3 separate regions of the Mus musculus genome follow, and all the other regions are linked to region 1. Evidence: chromatin contacts called from public Hi-C data. All regions are on one chromosome and are shown on one strand. The core of a region is the stretch at or near the end of the contact, and the rest is flanking DNA. Distances in the headings are between cores, read along the strand shown. Region 1 holds the start of Pgr (progesterone receptor). Region 2 overlaps Gm32014 (predicted gene, 32014). Region 3 has its middle 17 kb from the start of Gm32014.

What was found. A called contact is a pair of places that touch in the nucleus more often than the background predicts.
Region 2: a contact with region 1 is called in a Hi-C map of uterus. The contact joins the enhancer-like site here to the promoter of Pgr in region 1. A contact is called at or near these places in 4 of 39 promoter capture datasets (cancer-associated fibroblasts, epiblast stem cells, stem cell-derived epiblast-like cells and 1 more), 6 of 484 Hi-C or Micro-C datasets (nephron progenitors and uterus), 2 of 115 datasets of contacts at active chromatin or transcription factors (both in embryonic stem cells) and 1 of 9 other capture datasets (embryonic stem cells).
Region 3: a Hi-C map of uterus shows a contact between it and region 1, with 3 times the contacts expected there. The contact joins the enhancer-like site here to the promoter of Pgr in region 1. A contact is called at or near these places in 3 of 39 promoter capture datasets (cancer-associated fibroblasts, hematopoietic stem and progenitor cells and stem cell-derived epiblast-like cells), 6 of 484 Hi-C or Micro-C datasets (all in uterus) and 5 of 115 datasets of contacts at active chromatin or transcription factors (embryonic stem cells and epiblast stem cells).

What each region holds. Positions count from the first base shown.
Region 1 is chr9:8,897,619-8,901,691 of GRCm38.p6, forward strand. It overlaps Pgr (progesterone receptor), which reads left to right and starts at 2,215. Exons shown (of 8, transcript NM_008829.2): 1 at 2,215-4,073. The coding sequence starts at 2,850.
Region 2 is chr9:8,729,487-8,733,559 of GRCm38.p6, forward strand. The region is part of intron 1 of Gm32014 (predicted gene, 32014); the gene reads right to left. Among named protein-coding and RNA genes, the nearest start is that of Gm32014, 9.5 kb to the right of the region's middle. Within about 2 kb of position 1,830, at least 9 of the 459 cell types and tissues checked have an H3K27ac peak or open chromatin away from gene starts, as enhancers often do. A contact at or near this core is called in uterus, where this site is marked.
Region 3 is chr9:8,755,770-8,759,842 of GRCm38.p6, forward strand. No RefSeq gene overlaps it. Among named protein-coding and RNA genes, the nearest start is that of Gm32014, 17 kb to the left of the region's middle. Within about 2 kb of position 1,677, at least 4 of the 459 cell types and tissues checked have an H3K27ac peak or open chromatin away from gene starts, as enhancers often do. A contact at or near this core is called in uterus, where this site is marked.

The DNA of each region.
Region 1 (4,073 bases), core at 965-3,464:
CTTCACACAGGTGCTCAAGGCCAACAGCCTACTGTGAGTCCTGTCAGTGTGAACCCTTTAAACACCACTTGCCAAGTTTAACTTTCCTTCCCAAATCCATGAGCCATGACCACTTAAAGAATGTCACCCTACAAGAGTTCTCAGGAGTATCGAGGTCATGAAATACAAGGGATGTCTGAGATCCATCATAGCCAAGAGGATTCTGGGAAACAATGATAACAATGAAACAAGTTGTTACAGGTAGAATGTTAGAAAAGAGAACAGATATTGAAAGAAAACTGTATATATTCTGGGCATTAGTTAACAACCATGCACCTGCCTGAGCTCACTAATAACAACATGCAGGAAGCTGCACAGTTACTCTGTATTCGCTGGTAGATTTTGCTATGAATCTAAAACTATTCTGAAAAGGGATGCCAGTTGATATAAAGTCTTAAAAAAAAAAACTTATGTCGAAGACAGAGCATAACCTAACACCTAGTAAAGCAGACAAGGATCTTTAGACGTCCTAGTGTACAGTGATAGGATGCAGATCATCGTCCTAGTGTACAGTGATAGGATGCAGATCATCGGTTACTGTGTGGGTAGTAATGTTGCAAAGAAAGGAGGAGGAAGGACAGTATGCAGAGATTTTAAAGGGAATGTGTGCACTTTTGGAGGCAAGTTTTCAATATCTTACTCTGTCTTTAGTCAAGGTTCCCCATATACATTATACATGTATATGCTCCTATAGGAGACTACCTGCTAGCCTCATTTCTTTGCTTCCCACACTTATTTCTATGCACTGTCCAGAATGCCTCCACCCCCAGCTCCCACACTCCGGTTTTACCATTTGATACCATAAAGACATACAATAACTGCTTCCTTGAATTCTCTTCTCCCTCCCTAATTCTCACACATTTAAAATTAGTCAGCAATATCTCATTGCTGGAATAGTCCACACCCAAGCCCAATGGTCCAGTGTAACAGCAGCAATTCACGACTATGTAGCACCTCCCTGGTGATTGACATCTAGGCACCTTGCCTCCAGCAGCTCTGCCATCTCTGCAGTTTTGGAGCCTTTCACAAATCTTCTAGACCTGGCTGAGAATAACTGCAGGCTTCAGCATTAAAATGGCCTGGAAACACTCAAAGGCATTTCCCAAACGACTAACTCACTTTTGAATAGCGATGTGTCACGGCATCCACTGACTGGGCTTGAGAGTGGACAGCTTATGACGGTGTATAAAATAAATCATATTACTCTCTCCCCTCCACAGTGTTCTCATGACTTTAAAGGTGATTTATTCTTAAAGCTCAATGGTAATTATTCTAAGAGTAGAGAAACATAGAGGGGAGAAAATGCCATTTAGCTTTCCCAGTGGAAAACTTAATATGTGATGTAGATATTTAGTAAGGACTGAAGAGAACCTCATGAAAATCAGAACAAACAGAATATGACACTCAATGTCCAAACTCCCCATACAGGCAGCGATGTGTTACCAACTGTCTTCCATCCTTAACTGCTAAGTCACATTGGTGGCCCACTTGTCACAAGAATAGTTTGAGCGTGTTAGAGGAAGGCTGGACAGGCAGCCAGTAAGGTTGTTCAGTGTCAAACTCAGGATGAGTTCTATCTCCAGAATCTGCATGGTTCAAGGAGGAAATCCACTCTTTGGGGCTAGTCTTAGACTACCATATGCACGCGACACATGCAAGCACTCACACATATACACACAGAGCACTTGCTGCTCCTGCAGAGAACCCCAGTTAGGACCTCAGCACCTATATCAGAGCACCTGCAACTTCACCTCTGAGGGCTCTCACCCTCTCTGCTGACGTCTGAGCAACTATATAACCATGTAACATACACTCCCAGAGACATATACACGTAATAAAATGAAAATACTTGAGATCATTTTATACCTTTTATACAAAAAATAAAATGTCACGATATGTCACTGTCTGTGTTGAATATTTACAAATATTTTCAAATCCTGAAATCTTTACAACAACTTTGCTTTTTATAGGGTGGGGCTGGCATGCTTCTTAATTCAGTACAAATTCTGATATGTTTAGATTTCTTCTCAAAGCATCTGATATTCCAGGTGGAATCAGACTAGTGAGTAGCTGGAATTCCAACGCCAGAGATTTAGATCTAGCCAGTGATTGGCTAGGGAGGGGCTTTGGGCGGGCCTTCCTAGAGCGCCAACGCTTGCTAGAAAGCTATGGAGCCAGTCTAGACTGTCACTATCAGTCTTTGTAGTATTTACGGGTGCGAGGATTCTGACATTCTGCTAACTTCTCTTAGCTTTACTAGAGCAACCTGCAACCAGAACTCGCTGGGATTGTAGAGAACCTAGGGAGCCATAGAGACTGTCGCTGCAGGAGAACGAGTAAGAATGGGCTACGTCTTAGCCCCAGGTTTTTGGTGAGGACTGTAAAGCAAACTTCCTAGGATGTCTAGGTTTCAACAAACATAAGAAGTCCGGAGATAGCGGGAGTCCTTTTTTTCAGCACCGGCCACACCAGTTCCGGGTCTCCCATTCAAGAAGAAACACGAAAAAAAGTCTCTCGAATAACTCCCAGTTCTCAGACCAGACCAGCTTGCTCCAGCTACTTCTTCCTGTCCTCACCCCACCGCGACCGGGACAGCGCGACTACCACCCTTCCTCTGCGTCTGGGTGGAGGGTAAGGACAGGAGCTGACCAAGACCGCCCCTCCCAACCAGGAGGTGGAGATCCCACGGGTCCTGCGACTCTACACCCACTTCCTCCTCCCTCTGCCCCTATATCACCGGCACCCCCTCCTCCTTCCCTTTTCCCTCCTCCCAGGAGACAGGGGAGGAGAAAAGGGGAGCTTGGGTCGTCATGACTGAGCTGCAGGCAAAGGATCCGCAGGTTCTCCACACGTCTGGCGCTTCGCCCTCCCCCCCACACATCGGGTCCCCCTTGCTTGCACGCTTGGACTCAGGTCCCTTCCAAGGGAGCCAGCACTCGGACGTGTCGTCTGTAGTCTCGCCTATACCGATCTCCCTGGACGGGCTGCTTTTTCCTCGGTCCTGCCGGGGTCCCGAGCTCCCAGACGGAAAGACAGGGGACCAGCAGTCGCTGTCCGACGTGGAGGGAGCTTTCTCTGGGGTAGAAGCCACTCATAGGGAAGGAGGCAGAAATTCCAGAGCCCCGGAGAAGGACAGCAGACTCTTAGACAGTGTCTTAGACTCGTTGTTGACTCCCTCCGGGACCGAACAGAGTCACGCCAGCCCTCCAGCCTGCGAGGCCATCACTTCCTGGTGTCTCTTTGGGCCAGAGCTTCCAGAAGACCCCCGCAGTGTCCCTGCTACCAAAGGGTTGTTGTCCCCGCTCATGAGTCGGCCAGAGATCAAGGCTGGCGACAGCTCCGGGACAGGAGCAGGACAGAAGGTGCTGCCCAAAGGACTGTCACCACCCAGGCAGCTGTTGCTCCCTACCTCGGGGAGTGCTCACTGGCCCGGGGCAGGGGTGAAGCCGTCCCCGCAGCCAGCTGCAGGGGAGGTGGAAGAGGACAGTGGCCTGGAGACCGAGGGCTCTGCAGCTCCGCTTCTAAAGAGCAAACCTCGAGCACTGGAAGGCACCGGCAGCGGAGGAGGAGTCGCAGCCAACGCGGCCTCAGCGGCCCCAGGCGGTGTCACTCTGGTCCCAAAGGAAGATTCACGGTTTTCTGCTCCTAGGGTCTCCTTGGAGCAAGACTCTCCCATTGCCCCCGGGCGCTCCCCACTGGCCACCACAGTGGTGGATTTCATCCATGTGCCCATCCTGCCTCTGAACCACGCACTCCTGGCCGCCCGCACCCGGCAGCTGCTGGAGGGGGACAGCTACGACGGCGGGGCCACAGCCCAGGGCCCTTTTGCCCCGCCTAGGGGCTCGCCCTCCGCGCCATCCCCGCCGGTGCCCTGCGGTGACTTCCCAGACTGCACCTACCCTCTGGAAGGCGACCCCAAAGAGGACGTGTTCCCTCTTTACGGCGACTTCCAGACGCCTGGCTTGAAGATCAAGGAGGAGGAGGAGGGCGCGGATGCTGCTGTGCGCTCGCCGCGCCCCTACCTGTCGGCTGGA
Region 2 (4,073 bases), core at 580-3,079, 170 kb before region 1:
AGGTCCATCCTCTGTGGATCATCTATTGGACAAACTAGAAAGTTGTTTATCCTGTAGTTCATTATAGAAGCCTGATTTCAGATGTATTCCTTGTCTGTGCTGAATATCATATGTGACTAAGTTTTTGCTGAAAGAGACAATACTTAGTATTTATTATCTCAGGAGGAAGGTACCTGCAATATACATTCAAATAGTTTCCTCTTTCCATACTAATTTTAAAGACATGTGATCTCTTTATAATGAAAAGCCTACTTACTGAAGGACTTCAGATAAAACTCAGGTCTTCTGGGCTTCTAGTAGATAAAGTAGATAGCTTCATTATGCATCAAACCACATAAGGACAGGAACACCCTCTCATTAGATCCCAGAAAATTAAATGCATATTAGAAGCTGTTAAAGAACTACTTAGATCCTGGACCTTCTGTTTTAGTCTAGTTTCTGTCACAGAATGCATGCTTTCTGGGCTCTGAGGCACCCTGAGAGTAACTTACTTCATGCTGGTATCCATCTGTATACCCATACAGCCCATTCTTTATTCATCCCTTTTGTGGGATGCAGTAAAACCCATATCATGCCTACACATTCATCTTACAGCAACACAGGAACACGGGGGATTCTGAGTCCTTTAGAACAAGCTTTTTATTTTTTACAAAATGACATAGGAGCTTGTAGGTAATTGTTTTCTCTTCTCTGCCATGAAGTAATCTGAGAAGCATATTGTATGATTTCTTCTCTCCAGTTGGTTGTTTCCGAAAGTGAACTACATATTGTAGCCACTACTCTCATTGACCAGAAGGAGAAAAAAATATTCTCAGGCTTTGGAAACTTTTCCGTAATCCAGGCCTGATAAAGTTCTTTTACCCAAAATTAACAGCAAGACCTAAAACTCACTAAGGAATGTATCCTTCTAAAACACAAAGCATTAAGGCTTGATCTATGATTCCTGAGAAGTGACGTTCTGTAAACGGGTGCTCAGACAAATCCCACTGGAATCCTTCGGGATTGATTTCTTTTTGAATCTCACTAACATGCTTATTGACAAAAGGAATAATAAAAGATTGTCTTTTAGGGTCAAACAACTTTATCCTGCCTTCTCCTTCTCTGCTTCAGTGTATGGGGTAAGAGTAACTTCTTAAGCAGATGTCACCCTCATTAAGTGTCCTTTACTTACATCATGTCATTGCATGTGTGAGGTCTGTCCACTAAACCTGAGAAAGTATTTGCTGTGAATGACAAAGTAAAAATGAAAAAAAAATGGAGTACAAAGGAATACCTATCTAGGATGTTATTACTCCATTAAAATAAAAATTCCATTTTTATGTATTTGTATATGGACTGTACCTGTATGTATGTGCATGTTTTATATGTGCATGTGGGGAGGTGGGTGCATGTGCACCTGTGTGCACATGTAAGGGGAAGCCCAAAGTTTGTGTTCAGAATCATCCTCAGTTGATCTATCTTATTCCATTAGGCAGGGTTTGTCAGCCAAACTCAGAGCTTACCAATGTGGCTGCTCTTGATAGCCAGCTTGCTCTGCGATCCCGGCTCTGCCCTCTGAGTCTGGAATTACTACAGGCCAGCCTCTATCCACTCACCATTTACATGGGCTGTAGATCTGGATTTCAGTTCTCACATTTGTAGGGTAAGTGTTTTATCCACTGAACTATCTCTCCCCCATAACTGCTGTAGAAATGTCCTTATGGTTTGCCTGGTGAAGTCCTTATTATAACAATGAGGAAACTCTTGCCAGAGAAGGGAAGTGACCTGTCTCAAGTTGCATACCAGGTGGTGGCAAGGTTTAGGTGACCACAGATCACCCTTTGAATCAAAACTCTGTTCCTTAAATTACATCACAACATTGAATCATGACTAGTGACATCCCATCCATTAGGCGGTTTTGGCAAACAGTACAAAGAATGAGTCATCAGATTTCCTGAATTAAAAGAGGACCCTATTTTCCCATTCTGTCTTTGCTAATTGCTTTTAAAAGATGCTTTGACTCCCAAAATATGGTAGTCACATCATTGTACATAAATATTCTATCAGCCTGTTAACATCCCTCCCCCTCCCCCTCCCCTCCCCCTCCCGTCAAACTTTTTTTTGGATCTGTTTCCCAGAGCCCAGTATGTCTAAGTGATTAATACATTTTTACTTGTTTCTTTTGTGTCTGCATGCTTGTGTGGAAACCATAGGTCAACACTGTATGTCTTCCACAGTCACGTTCCACCTTAGCTTTCCCAACAGTCTCTATCACAGGAGCTGAAGGTCACCAGTTCCTGTAGACTGGCTGCCCAGTGAACAAAGCCCGGCAACCCTCTTGTCTCTGCCTGTCCAACATGGATTCACAGACGTGTCACAAGCACATTCAGACTCAAATCTCATGCTGCAGTGTAAACATGCCATCTTTTAATACGTCAAATTCTGTTTATTGAAATGGAGAACCACAGGACAAGAGTTCGGGGCTTATAATGACAGCAGCATTTGAGCGCATGTCTGACATAGAGGCTTGGCTCCAATCCATACACACATACACTCTCTCTCTCTCTCTCTCTCTCTCTCTCTCTCTCTCTCTCTCTCTCTTATTTGAATGCACGAAGGGATTTTAGGCAGCTTGAGCATAGAAAAATGGCTCTGGCAGGCCTTGCCCTTCTTCACTTCTCTACCATTTCTTCCACCTTGCTAAAAAACAAACAAACAAACAAACAAACAAACAAACAAACACCATTAGATTACATTCCTAAAGCTAACTCCAAATAAAGGTCTATTCCTTTGGTCACTTCCTATTCCTGAGGCTGACTACCAAGGTCCAGCTATCAAAATATTGAAGTCCAGCAACCAAAAACCCCAGTTGATCACATAACTAACAGGCTAAGTTTAAATTAAACACCTCATCTTAACACAGGATTTGCCCTTCATTGTTATAAACTGCCATTTGTCTGTGGGCCACGCCTGTCCCCTCCTTATCCAGAGACAGTCCTTTGTCCTTGTTCTCCTCTCTGGCACTAATAATACTTCCTCCTCTCCTTTGTTCCTTTTCTCTTCTCCTCTGTCCTCTATCTCCTGTCTTGTTCCCCTTCCCCTGCCCTCTGTCCCTCTGGGCCAAATAAATCTCCTTTTTATTGGCAATTTGATCTTGGGAGTCTTGAGCCAATACTGATCCTTTCACACTTAGCTCCAAAATGCATGCCAATGTGATTCAAAGACCATTCCCTGCACGCCACCATGTGTTAGGACTAAGCCAGCAGAAACATGAGTATCATGCTGGTAATCTTTTTAAACTCTTTCACTCCACACACTTCTTCCACTACCACTATGGTTATTTGAATATCAAAAGCACGTTCAGGAGACAGGTACAGTGTTCTTCAGTTAACCGTTTATGTGAAGTCCTTAAATCCTCTAAAGTGGCTGTGGGTCATGACTCCTTTGAGGGTCATGGATCTGATATCCTGCTTATCAAATATTTACATTATGATTCATAGCAGTAAGAATATTGCAGCTATGAAGGAGCAATGGAATAATGTTGTAATTGGAGGTCACCATGACATGAAGAACACTATTCAAGGGTCACAGCATTGGGAAGGTTGAGAAGCACTGCTCTAAGGTCAGGACTCGTGTATGCTCATGTTTTAACAGTACTCTAGCCTCTAGGGTCCAACATACTTCATGCTGCACACAGTACAAATGGGCACCCCCTTCACACACCACCCTGCACATGGTAAAAGGTCAACGTTTAAAAAATGTGTGTTGTTGTCTTGTTTCTTGCCTTGCTGAATCTTTGGAGTTCCAATTTCTTGAGTACAATTCTGGCACTCAATGAGAGCTCCCAGCTCCAGGGAAATGGAACAGATTAGCCATCTTCCTGTGGCCTCACTAAACTTCTCAGCCTATGAAAAAAACGGTGTCAGCTACAATCATGTGTGTGACATTCCTCTAAGTACTTAATGAATGTTGAACATTTATCCTGATTTCTGGTCCTAGATACCAACTGTAGCTCTCTTAGTAAAGGTTGTTTTCTCAGACTCTTCCCAAAACTCCCTAGATCCTCCCTCACATGTCTAGAATTATCTCAAAGA
Region 3 (4,073 bases), core at 427-2,926, 140 kb before region 1:
TTAGGTCTAAATAACAAGCCACACGAAATATTATGAGTACCCCAAATTTTACATAAAATTGACCAACATCTTAAATTCAGAACCATTGGGAAATTTCACAGCTTAGCTGTAGTGCTTAGTATATTCATTCTAAAAAATATGTGTAGATAATTGTTTAACATAACATAGGTACTCATGACTGGTGAACTAAATAAAATATACTCAATAAATCAGTATTTACAGAATGAAGGGTAATGAAAAAAAGATAATATGTATACATTTATCTATCATGTAAAATAGAAAAAAAAAATGACATTGGCTTCAACTCCTAGCATCCCTTAAAGGAACATAAAGCTGCCTTTGTCTTATAATTTCCATCCACATCTCCTTGTTTCACTATAACTGGTCTGCAGGGCACTTGGAGGTGTTAGGCCAACATTTACACACAAGATCTGCCAGAGAAATGCTCAGTCCCAGTGGCCTTGCTCCCCAGGCACAGTGCTGGGCTCCTTGCTGGCTGCCCACTGTAAAGGGGAGCCTTCTTCACCTGGTTTCTAAGGTCTCTGGTCATTCCAAGAGTGTTCCACGATTGATCTGGCTTGTTCACATGAAACTGTGTGCTTAGGTAACAGCACATGTGCGCCCATTCCATCCTCAGTCTTTCTTCAGCCTTGGCCTCCCACAGCACATTTCCCCTTCTCCATGTGCAAAGCTAAGCACATCTTTCATAATGGGTATGACAGTGCCATGCTGTGCACCAAACACTGAATAAAGGGGGTGTTCACACCATAGGAATTGTCTTGGCTTTGATTGTGTCTGTTCATACCTGCAATTTCACAAACAATGAAATGAAAATTCACTAATTTTTTGCAAATTCATCAGTAAACTTAAATCCTGAGAGAGCAGAACAGTAGCTGCATTGTGGTATTTTGGTGATTTGTGTTCTATTTTATTTATAAGTTAATTAAATGTATTCTGATAATTTCATACATAGATAAAATCCATTCTAATTATTCTCAAATCCTTCTACATCTTATTTCTGTTTCACACCATCCATAATCTCTTCTCCTAACAAACCACTTTTGACATGAGTGAAATTTTGTTTTATTATATGACCCAACAGTTCTAGCAAGGGTGTCAATGTGACCATGAGTTTAGAACTGTCCACTGAAGCCTGGTGGACTCATATTTTGGTATATAACTGAAGACCATGACTCCTGCCATCCTCAGCATCTACTGAAAGCTACTACTTAGTTGGGGACTATTCCCTGCCCCCTGAATTTAGCAGAAATAAATAAGATTTTACTTTTATGATCATGAAATCTCACAAAAAAAAAAAGGGAGACTGACATTTGACAGCCATACTTTTTTCAGAATGCTCTCTGTATTGTGAAGGGGTTGTACACACATTTTTCCTGTGAAGAATCCCGTGCTGCTCTGGATCATGCAGTCTTAGTAACCTGATGAATTTCATGAGGCCTGTTCTTGTTTCCAAAAAAAAAAAGCTCCTACCCTGAAATGCAGTACAACATTAGCCACTAACATTTTGGGGGCTGTGGAGTACTGACTTTCTAACAGAAGAGATGTGTCACTAGGTACCTAGCACCCTGAGTTTGCTGCTGGCTTATTCTGTCTTACCACAGAGGGACGTTTGGTAAACACTCACTGCTCCTCCCTGTAGATGCTCTTCTGTGGACTTGGGGTGGTGTTTCTCAAACAGACATGCAGTGAAAAGTGTTTCAACATTTCCCATGCTGTGCGTTAAATGTGCCAGATGACCTCTCGTTTTTGTCTTGCAAGTTCACAGTGACTTCACATTTTGTAATTGGATGAAGCCAGTGCTGTGAGCCATGGCTGTGATGACCCACAGATCTGAAGGTCTTCTGTCATAAAGATTTCATCTCTTTAATGAAAACAGATTGTTACATGTGTGACCAAGTGTGATTTCTAGCTCTGTACTTGTCAAATTTTTCTAGGAAATTAGTTCACAAATCAGAAAACATCTGCTATCTGACTCAGTGCCTCAGGTTGATATTTAGAATCCATGGCCACCACAACCCCACCTGGCTTGATTCCTGTATAGACTCTGTTCCCCACTTCTCTTATGTGAGCTCCAGACACTGGCAGAACAAGACATGTCATTTCCCCATTTAATTTCTTCTTTCTGTGAACACTCTCCTCTCCTCAGTTCCACTATTCCGTCTTTAGATTTTGGTTATTATTTATCATTCTTGTGCTTGTGGGATCTGTGTGTGAGAGAGAGGGGGGAGGGAAAGAGAGAGAGAATAAGGGCACATTTGTATAACTGCATATGTGTAGAGGTCAGAGGATGATTTCAGGATTTGTCTCTCTCCACTGAGAAATCTGGGAATTGAACTCAGGTTAACAGACTCAAGCTTGTAGAATCAGGGCTTTTTATTTATAAATCCATGTTGCCAGCCTCTCTCTATTACTCTCACCTGAAGCTTTTCATATATTCGTCTGTCTTATTACCTACCACATTGCTTTAATTTCCATATTTGTTTAAGTATGTGGACAACATATGCATAAATTAATCTTTCTAGCAAGAAACTGTGGCTAGGTAGGTAGTCAGCTCTTATCAGTGTAAGAGATCACTGGGAATGGCAACTTGGGGAAAAAAAAGAACTGAAGTTGCAGGATTTGAGTATCTGTCACAAGAATGGCATCTGTGTAACATATCTGGCCCTGGGTGGAGACGTGACATTTTGAGCTTCATGGAAGGTCATAAGAAAGATTATTATCTAGCCAAAAGCATTATGATAAAGTATGACATAGCAATGTCTCCTCCCTTACCAGTTAATCCAATGTTTTGTCAATCATTTGGGCATGGAAATGCCTTTTGGGGAAAACTGTCTGTTATAGAGACTTTAGTATAACCTCTGTTTAAGATGTTGACAGAGCAACAGATGATCTGATCATTTCCCTTTCTTACACCATTGAGACTGATCCACCTTAATAAACTCCATTTACCTCCCACTCTACATTCTGTGGGCTTCTTCCAAACTCTTCTAATGCCAATCACAAGGAATGGGGATCCAAGGGAAACACCAGGAGATATTCTACTCACATCTGTTGGTGTTAGCATTGGACATCCCATTTTTTGATATGGTATGAACTCCTCTTTTGTGCTGAAACCATAGACTTCCTCACTCTTTTATGCTTACAGCTTCCCTCTTAAGTGCATGTCTTCATCTATCTATGAGATCACCCTTTCCTGTTTTCAGAATACATGATCTCCAGAGATTTACTCTCATTCCTTTGTGTTTCAGTCTCTTGTTACCTAACTTAAACATGACTTTTGAAAAAAAAAGAGGTAACTATGCCTCCAGTGGTTTGAGTAGGTTTGGCCCCTATGGACTTATGTGTTGGAATGCTTGGCCCATAGGGAAAGACACTAATGAGAGATGTGTCCTAGTTGGAATAGATGTGGCCTTGTTGGAGGAAGGTTGTCACTGTGAGGATGGGCTTTGAGGTCCTATGCTTAAGCTGTGCCCAGGGTAGAAGAGACCCTCTTCATGGCTGCCTACAGAAGAGATGGTCTCTCCTGATTGCCTTCAGATCATGATGTAGAATCTTGGCTCCTCTACCACAATGTCTACCTGCTCACTGCCAATGTTTTCTGTCATGATAATAATGAATTTAACCTGTAAAACTAAGTCAGCCCCCATTAAATGTTGTCCTTTATAAGAGTTGCCTTGGTTATGATGTCTCTTCACAGCAACAGAAACCCAACCTAAGATAGAAGTTGGTACCAGAAGTGGGGTATCACTGTGAAAGGCCTGACCATGATTTTGTTTGAAGGAATGTGGATTTGGGGAATTAGGATTAGAAAAGCAGTAGAATGTTTAAAGTGGGACTTAAGGACCCATTCTGGTAGGAATATGGAAGACAGTTGTACTGAGGATGATTTGAACTGTAGTGGCCTGACTCAAGAGATTTCAGAGGAGAAGAATTTTAGTATTTTGCCTAGAGATAGCTTTTGTGATATTTTGGTGAAGAATGTGGCTGCTTTTTGCTCTTGTGTGAAGCCTGACTGAGGCTAAGGTGAAGAGATTCAGATTAATTGCATTAAC